Regions from separate parts of the Anas platyrhynchos genome. Here region 1 is linked to region 2. A link is a contact called in public Hi-C data. All regions are on one chromosome and are shown on one strand. Each heading gives the region's core, a stretch centred on a gene start, on an enhancer-like site or on the middle of the called end of the contact. The rest is flanking DNA. Distances are from core to core; before and after follow the strand shown.

Region 1 (7,445 bases), core at 4,868-7,367, 42 kb before region 2:
GGAAGGGCAGAGGAACCTGCAGGGACAGATAATTTGGGCAAGCAGGAAAACCTCGGCGTGCTCTGCAGGGGACAACAGAGGAGCTGGTGGCACGAAGGCACGGGGAGCTGGGGACACCACAGCCCTGAGCCACGCACGTGGCACCGCCAGGGGCTTGGCTGCGGATGCTTTCTGCTCAAAATCTTCACCTGGCAACCCTCAGACAGGTTTTCAGGGGTCAATATTCTCCTACAGGCACTCAGAGCAGCTCCCAGGGGTCAGCACTCGAGCACCGTGCTGCTCTTCTCCCCCCCCACCAGCTCGGAGATGCGGGGATGTTTCCACGTTGTCCATGCAAGCTGGAAAAAATTTATCCTTGGAAAAGCCTCCCTGGGACCTGTCTTAATTGGGTAGGAGGGGTCCTGTCCTTCCTACCCAAATAAGACAATTTTTTGCCCACCGGGCTCTCCAGCAGCCCAAACCCTGCTGAGCCCAACCCTGGGCTTCCTCCTCCTCCTCCTCTTCCTCTCCTTGCAGGATGCCGCACGCGCTCCTGCGCTTGCCAGGACACCTGGAGAGATGGGCACGCCGGCAAAATCCTCACCAAAAAGCAAGAAACGGGGCTTCTGCGTAAACAGAAAATTGGGATTCCTACGGAATGCAGAACAAACAAGCAGGGAAATTATTAACAAGCCGGATTTTTTTATTATTATTATTATTTTTTCTCCCCAAATATTTATTTCAGCGATCAAACGAAACCTTCCAGCCCTTCGGGGACGCAAGCAGCCCTTGGTGCGTGTGCTGGTCAGGGCTCCCAATGCCTCAGTGCACGGCTTTAAAGGCATTTCTGCGCTCTTGGGGATTAGTGACCCATTCTAACAGGTCCCCATTGACCGGGAGCGTGGGTCTCTCAAAGAGTCCATTGGATGCAGCTTACAAAAGACTTTAGCCGGAGACGAAGAGTTGACAAAAAAGTTTGTAGGAAACCGTGGAGTCCTTTTAAAAGAGAATAAACTGCCACTGCTGTGTCTGGGCCGAGTTAATCTGATTAGGCCAAGCTCATCAACAGCCCCGCTGAAAGGAGCGAGGCGGGGGGAGAGCAGGCTGGGGACAGCCCCGGAGGAAAAGCGGGCACCTTTTTAGCAGGGAAGTCAAACAAAACCCATTGTGGCCGAGCACGCCTGCCTACAGATGGCACAATGACAAATCTCTGCACGGGCAGAGCAAATATCACGGATGGCTTGGTGGTGGCGGTGCTGTCCTTGTTTCCCCAGGTATGGGAACGGACACCATGAGATTTAGGGAAACCAAAATGAAAGGGGCCACGGATACCACGGATAATGGGCCTGGCTGGCGGGGTGGCACAGGCCCGGGAAGTTCACCTTCTCTGCATTAAACCTGGAGGAATAGGAAGCCCAAACGCACATCATTTATGGTCCCAGGTCCCTTAGGGTAGCTCTGGTGGGCAGCGCTGCAGGCCCCGTGCCCGTGCTCCATCGCCACCCGCTCCCAGCTGCCCCGGGCAGCACAGAGGCACTGAGGGTTTGCAGCCAGCTCCTTATAAACCCAGCTTCTGACGCTGCTCAGAGCTGTAAAACCTCCAGCCAGTGGTGCAGTGATGCACGGAAGTCAATGCACTTGTGCAATGCACTTGTGCAATGCACTTGCACGATGCACTTGCACGGTGCTCTTGCATGATGCATGTGCATGATGCAGCCCAGAAACCCCTGCCTGCTGTTTTTTTTTTGCCTTCCTCTTCTCTCCAGACTTCTCCACGACTTCAGGCCTGGACTTTTGACCTGGGAAAGCACCAGGATGTGCAACCAACCCACGAGCCCTCGGTCCTGCTGCACCTGCCCGGCCGCACCGCAGCGCTCGGCCCCACGGACCCGGCTCCACCTGCGGCTCTGCAGGGCCAGGCAGAGGCTCACTTCGAGATATTTCCTCTGGCCAAAGCCAAAACCCAAATTAAATGTCCCATCGCAAAGTTACACCACCACCATCACCCTCTCAGGAGACGTTTTAGGCTCTAGATTTGGAGCAGCCAGCGCTGTGCCGGGGCTCACCGTGGGCAGCTCCTCAGCCCGTATAATTAAGAACAGTATCAGCGGAAGGCATGTAAGGAGATTTTCTCCCCAAGGCCACCTAATACAGATGTAATTGACTCTATTTTCTGCTTTCTGCACACGGATTGCCGCGGCTCAGCCCCTATTATCCGCCGACAAATGAACAGGACCCCGCTGAAAGGGACCTCTCCAGCCCGCGCCGGGCGCACAGAATGGAGCGCCGGGGCTGTGTTAAATCTGGACACGACGCGGCTCCGCTCCCCCCCTTTTCATCTCCGCCGCCTTTTCAAGATGTTTTCCAGCGGAGGGTAAGTCAGCAAATCTCCGTGCTCGGGCGGAGCGCTGGCACTTGCTGGAGAAGGGAACATCTGTCTCCATCAGCTGGGCTCTTGTGCCGCCGCCGCTGCGCTCCCGAAACCGGGGCGAAGCCCGCAGGAAGGATTTTTTGTGGTTTTTTTTGCCAGCACGCTTGCAATTTCCTTTTGCAAAAATTTCCAAGGGCGGGGAAGGAGGAAGGGAGGCGAGAAAAGAAATTAAAACCCATTTTTGCCTGGCGGTGAAAAGAGGCCCGGGGAAAAAAAAAAAATCTCCATTTCTAAGGCTGCAAAAATCCCCGCCGCTGCCTTCCCCCCCAAAGGATGTCCTCACCAGCAGCAGGCACGGGGCTTAATGGTTAAAATCATCGTTAATTTTCTCAGAAATATCCTTGCTTGGAGCTGGGAGAGCCCCAGCTTCTCCTCGGAGCAGGAGCTGCGCATGGCGAGCGGCGGACACAAATTAAAGGTTTCCCCCGTTCCCTTTTTGGGGCTGTTTGGGGGGATTTGGCGAATCCTCCGAGCCCCGGTAATTAATTTCGGCTGAGCTGCGGAGGGACAAAAGAGGCCGGGCAGGGTTTGAAAAGGCTGCTGGGGGGCAGCAGGCTGCAATTTGTTACACATTAGGGGCTTGCCAGAGGACCCCCTCGCGCCCCGCCAGCCCTAAACGTCTTCATCTCCCCTCTGCCCCGCTACCCACAGCCCTGTAGGACAGGGGGACGATGGCGGGGGATAAATCGGGGGGAAATCCAGCAGGATTAGAGCCCGAGCCCTGGGCAAACAGGAGCTGGAGGGGTGGCCCCCAGCCCCAGCTGGCCGCCCCGACAATGCCCTGCGCAAACGGGGCCGGGGCCGCACGCGGGAGACAAAAACCTGCATTCAGCCCCCTGCCATCCGGGGGCCTTTTATGAGCTTTTTTTTTTTTTTTTTCCTTCCTTTTCCTTTTCCTTTTTTGAGCCAGGCTTGGAGATCCGAGGAGCCGGGCTGTAATAAAGTCGGGTTTAGGGATCAAAGGGGGCCGGAGATCCCGCGAGCATCCGGGCTGCGAGCGCTGTGTCCTCCTCTGCCCCCACCCAACACGAATATTAGGGCTAATCACCCACCCCACAATGTGTAGGGTGGAAGGAGCCTGTAAGCTGCTTTTTTTTTTTTATTTATTTTTTAATACGTGTATGAACGTGATGGATTTGGGAGGGATCAAGGTTAAACCTACAGGCCGTGCCCCGGGGAGGGATCTCGGGGACTTTTCACCCCAGCTTTCGGATGGAAAATCCCCGCTCTCCATCCCGAGATGCTTTCAAAAATCCTGCCCTCTGCAAGCCACCGGAGCATGCACCGTGCTGCAAGGCCAGCAAAAGGCTGAGCCAGGGCCTCGTTTTCCCCCCCCAGACCCTAATTAAGGAGCAGCCCCAGCTGCTCCCAGCACCGGGTCACGTTATTGCCCCCAATAGTCAGGGGATGAGGAACGCAGCTCCCAAACAGCTTCCTCCCCGATCCAGGAGGCTTTTGCAATCAACCTTTGGCTCCAATTTGTAACCACGACTTTATCTACAGGCCGGCTTCGGTAGGAACAAGAGGTGGTGCAAGGCAAGAAAACATCCCCAAAATACCATTCCTGGGGCAGGGCCAGCTCCTGGCTTCTTCCAAAGGTGCTTTCGGACCCGAGAGGCTCCCCCAGGTCTCGCTGAGCACGTTTGAAGCCTGAAGATTTTGGGAATTTGAGGAAAAAGGCATCGTGGCAGGGGTACAGCATGACAAAAATACTCCTAAGGTGTCACCTGGAGAAGGATTCACTGCTCCCGGCCTGGGGGTTGCACCACTGGGTGTGGATTCTGTTGGAAAACCACTCGTTTCGTGTTATTTTTTTAATTGCAATCATGCCATTAATGCATCAGCCAGGAGCTGTGGTTGCGTGCACCTTGGATGGAGGAGCCCGAAATAAATGCGTTCCCCTGCAGCTTTGCTGTCTACAGGAGGACGAGCAGCGAGGAGTGCAGTGATTCCAGGGGGTTTTTGTGTGGTTTAACGTGAGAGCAGGCGATGCTGCTGCCCCTGCGTGGAACGGGTGGGAAAGGGATGGAGCTGGTGCAAAACAGGAGGGGGCTGGTAGGAAAGAGGGGTGGAAGTGGTAGGAAAAGGGATGGAAGTGTAGGAAAAAGGGATGGAAGTGGCATAAAAAAGGGATGGAAGTGGCATAAAAAAGGGATGGAAGTGGTATAGAAAAAGGGATGGAAATTGTTTTTTTTTAAAAGAGACAGAACTGGTGTAAAAAGGAGATGGAAATGGTATAAAAAGGTGGATGGAAGTGGCATAGAAAAGGGATGCAACTGGCATAAAAAAATGGATGAAAATGGTATAAAAAAATATGGAACTGGCATAAAAAAGGATGCAAGTGGCAGGAAAAGCAGCAGTGGGTGCCCTGTGCCCGTTACCCATTGCATGGTACTCAGCGCATGGTGCTCATTACCTGTTGCACGGTGCTCGTTACCCCTTGCACAGTGCTCGGTGCTCATTACCTATTGCACGTTGCCCACTGCACGGTGCTCATTACCCCTTGCATGGTGCTTGGTGCTCATTACTCCTTGCACAGTGCACGTTGCCACTGCATGATGCTCATTGCCCATTGCACGGTGCCCGTTACCCCTTGCATGGCGCATGTTACCATTGCAAGCTGCTCATTACCCCCTTGCACGGCGCCCGTTACCCCTTGCACAGTGCATGTTACTCTTGCACGCTGCTTGTTACCCTTGCACGGTGCCCATTACCCCTTGCACTCTCCTCGTTACCCCTTGCACAGTACATGTTACCCTTGCACGGTGCATTTTACCCGTTGCACAGTGCATGTTACCCCTTGCATGCTGCTCATTACCCCTTGCTCGGTGCATGTTACCCTTGCACGGTGCCTATTACCCTTGCATGGCGCTCATCACCTTTACATGGTGCTCGCTACCCATTGCACGGTGCATGTTAGCCTTGCACACTGCTCATTACCCCTTGCTCAGTGCATGTTACCCTTGCACGGTGCATTTTACCCATTGCACGGCGCTCATTCCCCTTGCACGGTGCATGTTACCCATTGCACAGTGCATGTTATCCATTGCACAGTGCTTGTTACCCTTGCACGGTGCCCATTACCCATTGCATGCTGCTCATTACCCCTAGCACAGTGCATATTCCCCTTGCACAGTGCATGTTACCCATTGCACGGTGCATATCACCCCTTGCACGCTGCTCCTTCCCCTTGCCCGCTGCCCGTTCCCCTTTCCCGCCGCCCGCTGCTCGCTGCACGGCGCCCGGCGCGCGCCCCGCTGGGCGTGGCCTCCCCCCGCGGGCTGCCGGGCGCGGGGCGGCACGTGCTCCGGGCGCCGGGCGGCCAAGGGCGGGGCCGAGCGCCTCCCGCCTGATTGACAGCCGGGCTCCCCGCCAGCCAATCAGCAGGCGCCTCCTCCGCCCGCCCGCCTCCGATTGGCCGCCCGCCGCCCGCCGCCGCGTGCCCCTCGTGGCCCCCGCGCGCGCCGGGCGGCCTCCCGCCAAAGGGCGGGGCGCGGCGCGGAGCGCGCGAGCCAGGGGGCGGGCGGCGCGCGCGCGCGCGCGTGACGCCCCGGCCGACCAATCGCAGCGCCCGCTGCCGAGCGGCGGGGGGGGGGGCGGGCGGGGGAGGCGATCCGCGCTCTGATTGGGCGGCGGCGCTGTGGGAACGGCCGCGGCGGCGGTTTCCCACGAATGGGGAGCGGGCGGCGGGTATAAAAGGCAGGGGGGGGAGCCGGGAGCCGCCACTCCCGGCCCCGCCGCTGCCGCCGCCGGAGCTCCGCGGTGCCTCCGCCGCCCGCAGCGCCATGCCCGCAGACACGGGCCCGGAGAAGCCCACCGCCTCGCCCATCGCCGGGGCTCCGGCCACCGCTAGCCACACGCCGGACAAGCCCCGGAGCGCCAGCGAGCACCGCAAGGTAAATGGCGGGGCCCGGCCGGCGCGCAGCGGAGGTGGATGGCGGCGAGCAGGCGGCCGTGCTGAGGTCGGTGCATGGGGAGGGGGGCGAACGGCGTGAAAAATTAATTAATTAGGGGGTGGGGGGGAAGGGTTCGGGCACCAACCGAGGCTCTCCCCGCAGTCCTCCAAGCCCATCATGGAGAAGCGGCGCCGGGCGCGCATCAACGAGAGCCTGGGGCAGCTGAAGACGCTGATCCTGGACGCGCTGAAAAAAGACGTGAGTTTGGGGCTTTTTGGGGTGAAAACGCGGGATCTGAAGGGTTTGGGGGTGAGGAGGAAAAGGGGGGCTGACGGCTGCTGTCGTCCCGCAGAGCTCGCGGCACTCCAAGCTGGAGAAGGCGGACATCCTGGAGATGACGGTGAAGCACCTGCGGAACCTGCAGCGGGCGCAGATGACGGGTGAGCACCGAGCATCCCTCCCATCCCCTTTTATTTAGGGAAAAAAAATCCCTTTTTAGGTTTTTCCAGTGGAGCTGGGTGGCTGTTTGCACCCTGCAGCCGCTCACCGAGCCGCCCCCCTTTTTTTTTTTGCAGCCGCCCTCAGCGCCGACCCCACGGTGCTGGGCAAATACCGGGCTGGTTTCAACGAGTGCATGAACGAGGTGACCCGGTTCCTCTCCACCTGCGAGGGGGTCAACGCCGACGTCCGTACCCGCCTGCTCGGCCACCTCTCGGCTTGCTTGGGGCAGATCGTGGCCATGAATTACCCCCCACCACCACCTCCTCCTCCGCCGCCCGCCGGGCAGCCGGCGCATCTGGCACAGCCTCTGCACGTCCAGCTGCCACCCGCCGCCGGAGCCGTGCCCGTGCCCTGCAAGATGAACCCCGCCGAAGCCTTGTCCCCTAAGGTTTATGGGGGTTTCCAGCTCGTCCCGGCCACCGATGGTCAATTCGCCTTCCTCATCCCCAACCCAGCCTTCCCACCCGGCTCCGGACCCGTGATCCCGCTCTACGCCAACGCCAACGTCCCCGTGTCTACGGGAGGAGGAGGATCGGGGAATGCATCCGCCACCCCGTCGGCATCCCCGGTGCAGGGCTTGACATCATTTGGGGGCAGCATTGTGCCGGTGTCCCAGGCGGGGAGCCCCGTGGCAGAGC
Region 2 (7,324 bases), core at 370-2,869:
ATAAGCCCCGTGGAAAGGAAACGTGCCGGCCTCCACCCGTCCTCCTCCGGGCAGAGCTCGCTGTGGCAGGGGATGGGGGAAAGACCCCACAGCTGAGGTTTTTTGGAGAAAAAAACCCCTCTGAATTCACCAAAGGAGAGGGTGTGATGAATCCAGCAGCCCTGGGGACCCAGGGCACAATGCGCACGGTGCCCTCCCCAGACCCCAAATCCTCAAGTCCTGCAGGGCACGAGGAGGTGGCATCGCCACCCTGCAGCAGCACAGATAAGGGAATTTGAGGTGATCCCTTTATTTTAAAATCGGGGCATCCTCCTGCAGGGGCTGGGAGTTGTTTTTAGAGGCTGTGGAGGAATCTTTTGACCTTCCCTGTCCGCCCAGGGCTGCGTCATTTAGAAACCCAAAGCATGTTGCTATCCTGTGCACCAGCTGGCAGCAGCAGAGCTGGAAATAAAATAATAATAATAATAAAAAAATCTAGGGCAAAACCATCCTCCAGCTCCCCCTCACCCCTGATTTTGTCACAGTGATTAAAGTCGCGCTGAGCCTGGCTGCTGTGATTGATCCCCTGTTTTTAGAGCTCTGCATAATGACTGGAGCTGACCTATATTATCAGATCGATACCTCCAGCGGGCTCTCCCCCAAGGCTGGCAAAGACATCCAAGCCTTTCAGAGCCACCGTGCCACCGGGCACCCCGCTCCCGCCACCGTGCGTGTGGCCAGCAGGTGACTTGGGGACGGAAAAGAGAAACACCTCACCCAGGGTGAACCCACGCTGGGCGGTTATGGACAGGCTGCAATCTGGAGGGCAAAGTTTATTTAAAACCCACACGCTACACTACCAGAGGCTCACCCCGCCGTCCCGAAAACATTTGTCTGCAGTGTCCCGGCAGCCAGACGCTCTGTTTACCCCTGGCTCGGACTTCTTGTCCTCACCTTTGTGCCACGGTGCCGAGGTGACACCAGTTTGCGCACTGCGGGAAAGCAGCAAAGCGCACCCCCAATGTGCGTTCTGCCCCGATGCCTTCCCCCTGAGCTGGCCTGCCTCCCGGCAGCACGTTGCGAATTAATTCTGTCCTTTTACTCCTCTGCCTGCCCATCCAGCACCCCGTCCTGCAGCGAGCACCCGGGGAGCCTGCGCCTCTTTGAACTCACGCCGCGAGGTGCCTGCGCCGGGCTCGGCGGGGCGCTGCGTGTGCCGGCCCCGGACCGACCGCAGGCTTTTGCACGCCAGGCTGTCTGCTTCGTGCCTGGGAAAGGCAAGCCAGGCACGCAGCCGTGCTGCCACCCACGCAGCCGGAGCCGCTGTCGTGTGTCGGAGGCGCGCCTCGCCCGCCGCCCGCTCCCCCTCCTGCTCTGCGCCCTCGCCAGCGCCCGCAGCACGCGCCGGGGCACGGGGCTGCTTCCTCCCCAAATCGTCGGGGACTAAAAAGGGGAGGGGGGGTTCTCCGCCGTGGAAAAGCAGGCTGTGTGTTTATATGCCTGCGCACGTCCCCTCCTCTTCCTTCCTTCCTTCCCTGCCTTGTTATTTTCTCTCTGCGTTTCGCTCGCTCTCAGCCTCCCCTCCTGCTCCGCGGGAGCAAGCGCCGCGCGGTCGCTAATTCCTATCTGCGCGCTCCAGCCAAAACACGGGGAGCTGGCGGGCTGGATAAGGCTGATGGTGTGCTCGGAGCAGCCTCCTATCTCCGGCAGCGAGCAGCCCGAGTGGCCTCCGAGGGCGGCGTGCCCCTCAAACACCCCCCCGTAACGCCAGCATTCTTTTGGATAACCTGCCGCCCCCACGCAGAGCCTTCCCACACGCAGGCGGCCGGGGATTAGTTTGTGCTCCAGGCGTGATGCTCTGCTGGCGGTTACCTCGGTATTCAGGCAAATGCCTCATCCTGCTGATTGCATGTGGGCACCCGAGCCTCTCGCTGATCCCAGCTGCTCGCTGCCTGCTTGCTTTATGCTAGAGAGCATCCCGAGTGGAAATCACAACCCTAGGGGTTAAGGAAATCTATCTTAAAATCATGCATCCACTCCTGGATTTTGGGTGATGCCTTCCCAAACTGAGATCTGGTCTGAACCAGGCAAGCTGGAGCCCACGGTGGTTTCTGGGGTGCTCCAAGGATCAGCTCATGGGAGCGCTGCACAGGTCTGTGTGGCTGAGCCCCTGCGGGCTCGTGGAGGCACCCAGGAACCCGTGGGGTGCAGCATGAGCACGGTCACCACCCAGCATCGCTCTGCTCATGTGCCTCGCAGAGCAAGAAACAGGGGCCGGATGCACAATTATTTGCACGGAGAACACGAGGCCTGCTAGGTCCAGGCAAGGGGAGGGCGATCCTTGAAAGAGCTGGATGCAAATGGCACAGCTATCTTCAAAGGCAGGGCAGATTCGCCTCTCGGCGTCCCTCGGGGTGCTCAGAGGTTGGGGAACTGAAACTCGCCAGCCCTGAGCCGGCGCCAGCAGCTCCTCACGCCCGGGCAGCTGCACAAACCCTGCCCAGCTCCCAGGACGCTGCCCTGCCTGCTGCACCAGCAGGGTGTTAAAATAAAAATGCAACCAGCAAAGGAAATGGCTTTTAAAAGCAGCCGGAGAGCTGGCCTGCAGGACACAAGAGGTTCCCAGCAGTGCCCCTGGAGGAGCACAGAGAGCCAGGAACCTCAGCTTGGTGCTTTGCTCAGCGCTGTCCCGTGGGAGAAGGGAAGCCTTGAGGGCTATTATTTTTTTTCCCCTTTTTCTATTCCTTCTTTTATTTCCTAACTTAAGCTCGGAGCAATTGCGTTCCCCAGCATCCCAGGGACCTGATTTGTTTTCCAGCACCACAAGTTTGCTTTTTAAACACCGACACAAGGCACGCTTATTTTTTTTTTTTTTTTTTTGCCCAAGGACAAGTGAAATGTGGCTCTCCTCCCTTATATCTCCCTGTTATTGTTGAACGCAGAAGCTTCCCGTGCGTGTCCCCGGTGGGCTTCCCACAGCTCCCCAGCACTCCCACGGCCAGCCCAGCCCCGTTCCAGGAGCGCACGATGCGCGGAGAGGAAGAGGCAGCCCCGCTGTGTTTAGGATTTTATTGTTGCAAGCCGCTCCTGTCCCGGCCACATCCGAGCACGAACGCCAAATTTGTCATTCCTGATATAAACCGAGGGGCTAAAAATAAACGAGGCGGCTCAGAGGAAGGAGCTCTCACTCCCGTGGAAGCCAAAAGACTCCCTTCGGGTGGCACCAGCCCCGGCTAAAGCGGTGACCTCCTGCCGGCCGCGGGGGTCCCGCATAAATCACCGCTGACCCTCGGCACAGCCACCTTGGAAGTGTGCGCCGTAACCTCTGCCTCCCCGGGGTGCCGTGAGGTTTAATTGCTTGCAGAGCGTGCCGAGCTCCTCAAAGCAATATGAAGGCACAGCCCCAGAGCCCACGGTGCGCAGTTATCTCTCCTGCTCGGCTGGGCCGCTTCCCGGCGTTTCGCTCAGATGGGTTTTTTTATTTTATTTTATTTTTTTTTTGCTCCATTTAATCCGTTTTAATTACCTTTCGCTGATTGCTTTCGCCCTTTGTTTCAAACATTTCGCATTTCTAATTACATCTCTGGGTTGTCCCCTCCGCGGCTGCCGGGGCTGGTTCTTATCAGGCAGGCAGGGTTTTTTTTTTTTTTTTTTTTCTGGGTTTGTTTTCTGGGTTTGTTTTCTGATGCTCTGATGTGCCGGTGAGCGACAAGGCACGCTGAAACCCAACGCCGGGTCATGTTTGTTTGTTTGCTTTGCCAGCGCAGGAACTAAGCAGGTTTTCACAGTTTCTCCAGGAAAGGGGCCACCCATTTTGTGGTCTGCGCTTTGCCAACAGACAATTTAAGGCTTGAGAGTAAACAGGCGATTTTAGCCGCCTCCTGCCGTAAATCAGTGGTTCCTGTGCTTTTTTTGGGGGCAGCTGCTCCGGTTAGCCAGACTGAGACCTTGTCTGAACCGGGCACGCTGGAGCCCACGGTGGTTTTGGGATGCTCCAAACCCTCAGAAGGTTGCTCAGAGGGAAGAGAGCGACCCGAGCTCCGCTTGGCATCGCTCAAAAGCGACTTAAAGGTGGTGATGAGGAAGGAAGAGTTAAACACCCAGCACGGTGCGTGCCTTGTCCTCTGCAGAGGAGAAACCCAAGCAGGGGTAGAACCTCGGTGTGGGGACATGGGGCCAGTGCCCACCAGGTTTATAGGGCAGGTTTATAGGGCAGCCTCCTCTTTGCTCCGATCCGCCTGGGTTTGTCCCCAGCGTGTGGGTTGGGAAAGCCTGCGCGACCCATGACCAACCTGAGGCCATTTGGGTGGCCCCTAAAGCAACCCGGGAGGCTTTTCTCAGCCCGGAATGACTTCCTTATCCGCGCTTTATGAGCCTGGTGGCAATGAACCTTGCACCGAGCCCTGCGCCGCGCCGTGCCGCCGCACCTCAACCTTTGCTCTGCCCCTGCCCTGCAGCTCCCGGCCAGCCCCAAGGAGCATCGCCCCATCTGCGTGCCCTGCACGGCTCTGCCCTCGTCAGCTCAGCCTCAATTATCTCAGCCCCTGCCTCCAGCCCTGGCTCTCCCTGTCCTAAAGCGCTTTCCGCGCTCCTGTGTTTATCCTGCTGCCTCTCCGGTCCTCCTCCGGCTTGCCCAAGGTTGCCAGCCGGTGCGTGCAGCAGCTTGCTGCTTGCCACTTGGGCTTGCAGCATCCTTGTCCCAGGTGTGCCTTTGTTTCCCCAACGGGAGCTAAATCCCTGCCTGCCCAGCTGCTGGGGCATGGCAGGGGTGCTGAGCCACCCCGGGGCGCGCCGCGGCTCCGCGCAGAAGCGAAGGAGCAGGGAAGCATCAGCCCAATTGTCACTCGCTTCCTCAAGCAGGATTTTCGCTTAGCTCCTTGGTGAGGAGCGTATGGCGAATACAACATTTCTGCTTCTTATTTAACGATCCGCTGACAGGGAAGATGGAGTAGGCAGAAACCTAAATTCTGGAACCTCTCCAATTTTTTTTTTCTTTTCTTTTTTTTTTTTTTTGTTTCAATCCACGGGAGCCCGAGCCTTTCAGCATTTGGGAAAGCAGCAACAGGAAACGAGTCAGGGGGAATTTTAGGAGCTGTTGAGATGGCTGCAGTGTTTGACATTCCCAGAACTCAGCAGGCAGGCAGCTGTCTGCTCTATTAATCCTTCCCGAATTTCTCTCCAGCCCCACCGCCGCGTTCCCGCTGTGCCGGTGGCACACGGGAGGCACGGCCCCGGGTCCCATCCTGGCTCCATCCCTTGGGCACCACCACGGGGAAGCCCCAGCAGCCCCAGCAGCCCCGCTCTGCGGGCAAAGGGAGCGTGCCAAACGCCGGGAAAAGCAGCAGGGCATCTGGGAAAAGCCTTGGCATCCCCAAATTACCACCGAAGCCTGGCGCGGCGTCAGCAGAAAATCCCCGCTGGCCGGTTCCTACCTGCCGGGGAGGGGGGGAAGCGGGGGCAGGAGGCAAAGCCAAACCTCCTCCTCCCGTCCCCACGCTCTGCCCCAGCCCTGCCTCCCCACCGCCAGGATTCCTCCCCAAAAATCGCTCCTTGGAGCTCAGCCACGAGCCCTGAGCGCTGAGGGGGAGGCGAGCCAAAAATAAACCCGGTGCGCGCACACGCGGCGCTGCGGTGGTTTTTTATTTTTTTGGAGGTTTGGGGAGGGGGGGGGGAAGAAAAGCAGGGCGGAGGGGGACGCGGCGGTGGGAGGGTGGCCAGAGGGTGAGGAAAAATTTCATGCTGGCCTCTTTAAAGGTGTGTTATTTGTTCAAGGCTGTCCAAACATTTGCGGAGTGCTGGCAGGCCCGGAATGTGTGCAAGAGCTCCGGCAGCGTGTCTTAGGCGTGGGAAAGCTCTGCTCTCCTCAACCTTTACAGGCTTGTTCCCCCTCAGGCAGCGATTCAATAAAACCCGCGCCAGAGATTTATTGAGCTGATAATGACAGCTTCAGTCAGCAGGCAGACACCAGCAAAGCCGGGGGAGAGAGGCTCCCGAGTCAAAAAAAAAAATAAAATAATAAAAATAAATATATATATATAAAAGGGGGGGAAAAGAAATCCTGGTGCCTGGCCCGGGCAGCTCCGTGCTGGGGGGTACCTGCTCGCCCCAGGGGGGCCGTGGTGGGGTGAGGGTGCTGCTTTGTAGGTGTGCACCGTGCTGGTTTTGTCCCCTTGCACGATTCCTGGTGGGGTGAGGGATGGGGCCGAGGGGAGGGTCCCTGGGGAGGCACCAGCCTGGTACCCCTGGGGCTCAGCCCCTGGAGGTTTCACCTCCCCTCTGCCACCGCCCTGGGACTGGGAGGCTCGGGGGAATTCCCTGGCCAAGCTGAGAAAGGAAGCGTGATGCAGGGCTTGCTCCAGGGTGGTTTTAATGCCTGTGCTGGGAAAAGCGCGGCTCTTGGAGGATGAAGCCCCAGGAGGGCTTGCTGCAGGGCACTGCTGCAGGGCTGGGCCATGCAGGGAACCCCTGTACCACCAGCGGTGCCGTTTTGGGGCCAGTGCCCCCCTGGGAGCCCTTTTGCTGCTTCCCTTGGCAAAACCCTGGGCAATAAATGCGGGAGGAACCCAGGGCAGCGGCAGGAGCGTGCTTTGCGCTGGGTGGCCACTGCGGGGTTAAATCCCTCAAACACACCTGTGGTTATCAGGCCGGCTTTACCCATGGGAAACGCAGGAGATAGAAGGGAAGTGACTCACCCGGAGGCAGCCGCGCAGCCGGGAACCGACCCTGGCTGCGATAACCGGGGTTTTATGGCTCAGCCCAGCCAGCAGCACGCGGGGCATTCCCTGCTCCAAGCCCCGGCTGCAGAGCCACTTCACCGCACAGCCCAGGGCTCGGGTTGCTCTTTTAGCAAAAAAAAATAAAAAAATCCTTTCCTGAGATAACCTCCAGGCTTGCGCAGAGCCACGTAGCTCCTGGCCTTGGCAGCCAGCTACCTGAAGGCAGCAGAGGCACAGAAAAATGCGTCTCGTAGCGCTGGGATGCAACAGGACCTCGCATCGCCTCTCATTTAATCATTACCGTCTGTGCTCCTTCTGGCACTGCCAGAACACGCGAACACAAAGCTTTTTTTTATTTTTTTTTTATTATATTTTTTTCCCCGCAGTGAGAGTGAGAGGGGCTGGTGCAGCCCCACGCCGGCCGTGGTGTGGCTTTCCCAAGCTCGGGGTCCAAATCCCAGCAGGACCGAGGCAGCGCCGCGCGTCCCCGGGTGCCGGGGCTGCGGCTCGGCGCGGGCGCTGCGGTTCCAGCGGGGCCTTTGCAATTTGGCTGTCAACAAAGAGGGCGACTGGTTTCTATAATAAACACTCGGGGATAGGTTTTCAAAGAGCGGAGGCCCTGCCTCGCT

The links. A called contact is a pair of places that touch in the nucleus more often than the background predicts.
Region 1: a contact with region 2 is called in a Hi-C map of small yellow follicle, with 2.7 times the contacts expected there. The contact joins the promoter of HES4 here to the enhancer-like site in region 2. A contact is called at or near these places in 2 of 8 Hi-C or Micro-C datasets (skeletal muscle and small yellow follicle).

Annotation. Positions count from the first base shown.
Region 1 is chr22:3,000,648-3,008,092 of IASCAAS_PekinDuck_T2T, reverse strand. HES4 (hes family bHLH transcription factor 4) reads left to right here and starts at 6,117. Exons shown (of 6, transcript XM_038166727.2): 1 at 6,117-6,306; 2 at 6,469-6,564; 3 at 6,659-6,746; 4 at 6,882-7,333; 5 at 7,336-7,404; 6 at 7,406-7,445. The coding sequence starts at 6,196.
Region 2 is chr22:2,953,881-2,961,204 of IASCAAS_PekinDuck_T2T, reverse strand. No RefSeq gene overlaps it. Among named protein-coding and RNA genes, the nearest start is that of PERM1, 21 kb to the right of the region's middle. Within about 2 kb of position 1,619, at least 6 of the 8 cell types and tissues checked have an H3K27ac peak or open chromatin away from gene starts, as enhancers often do. A contact at or near this core is called in small yellow follicle, where this site is marked.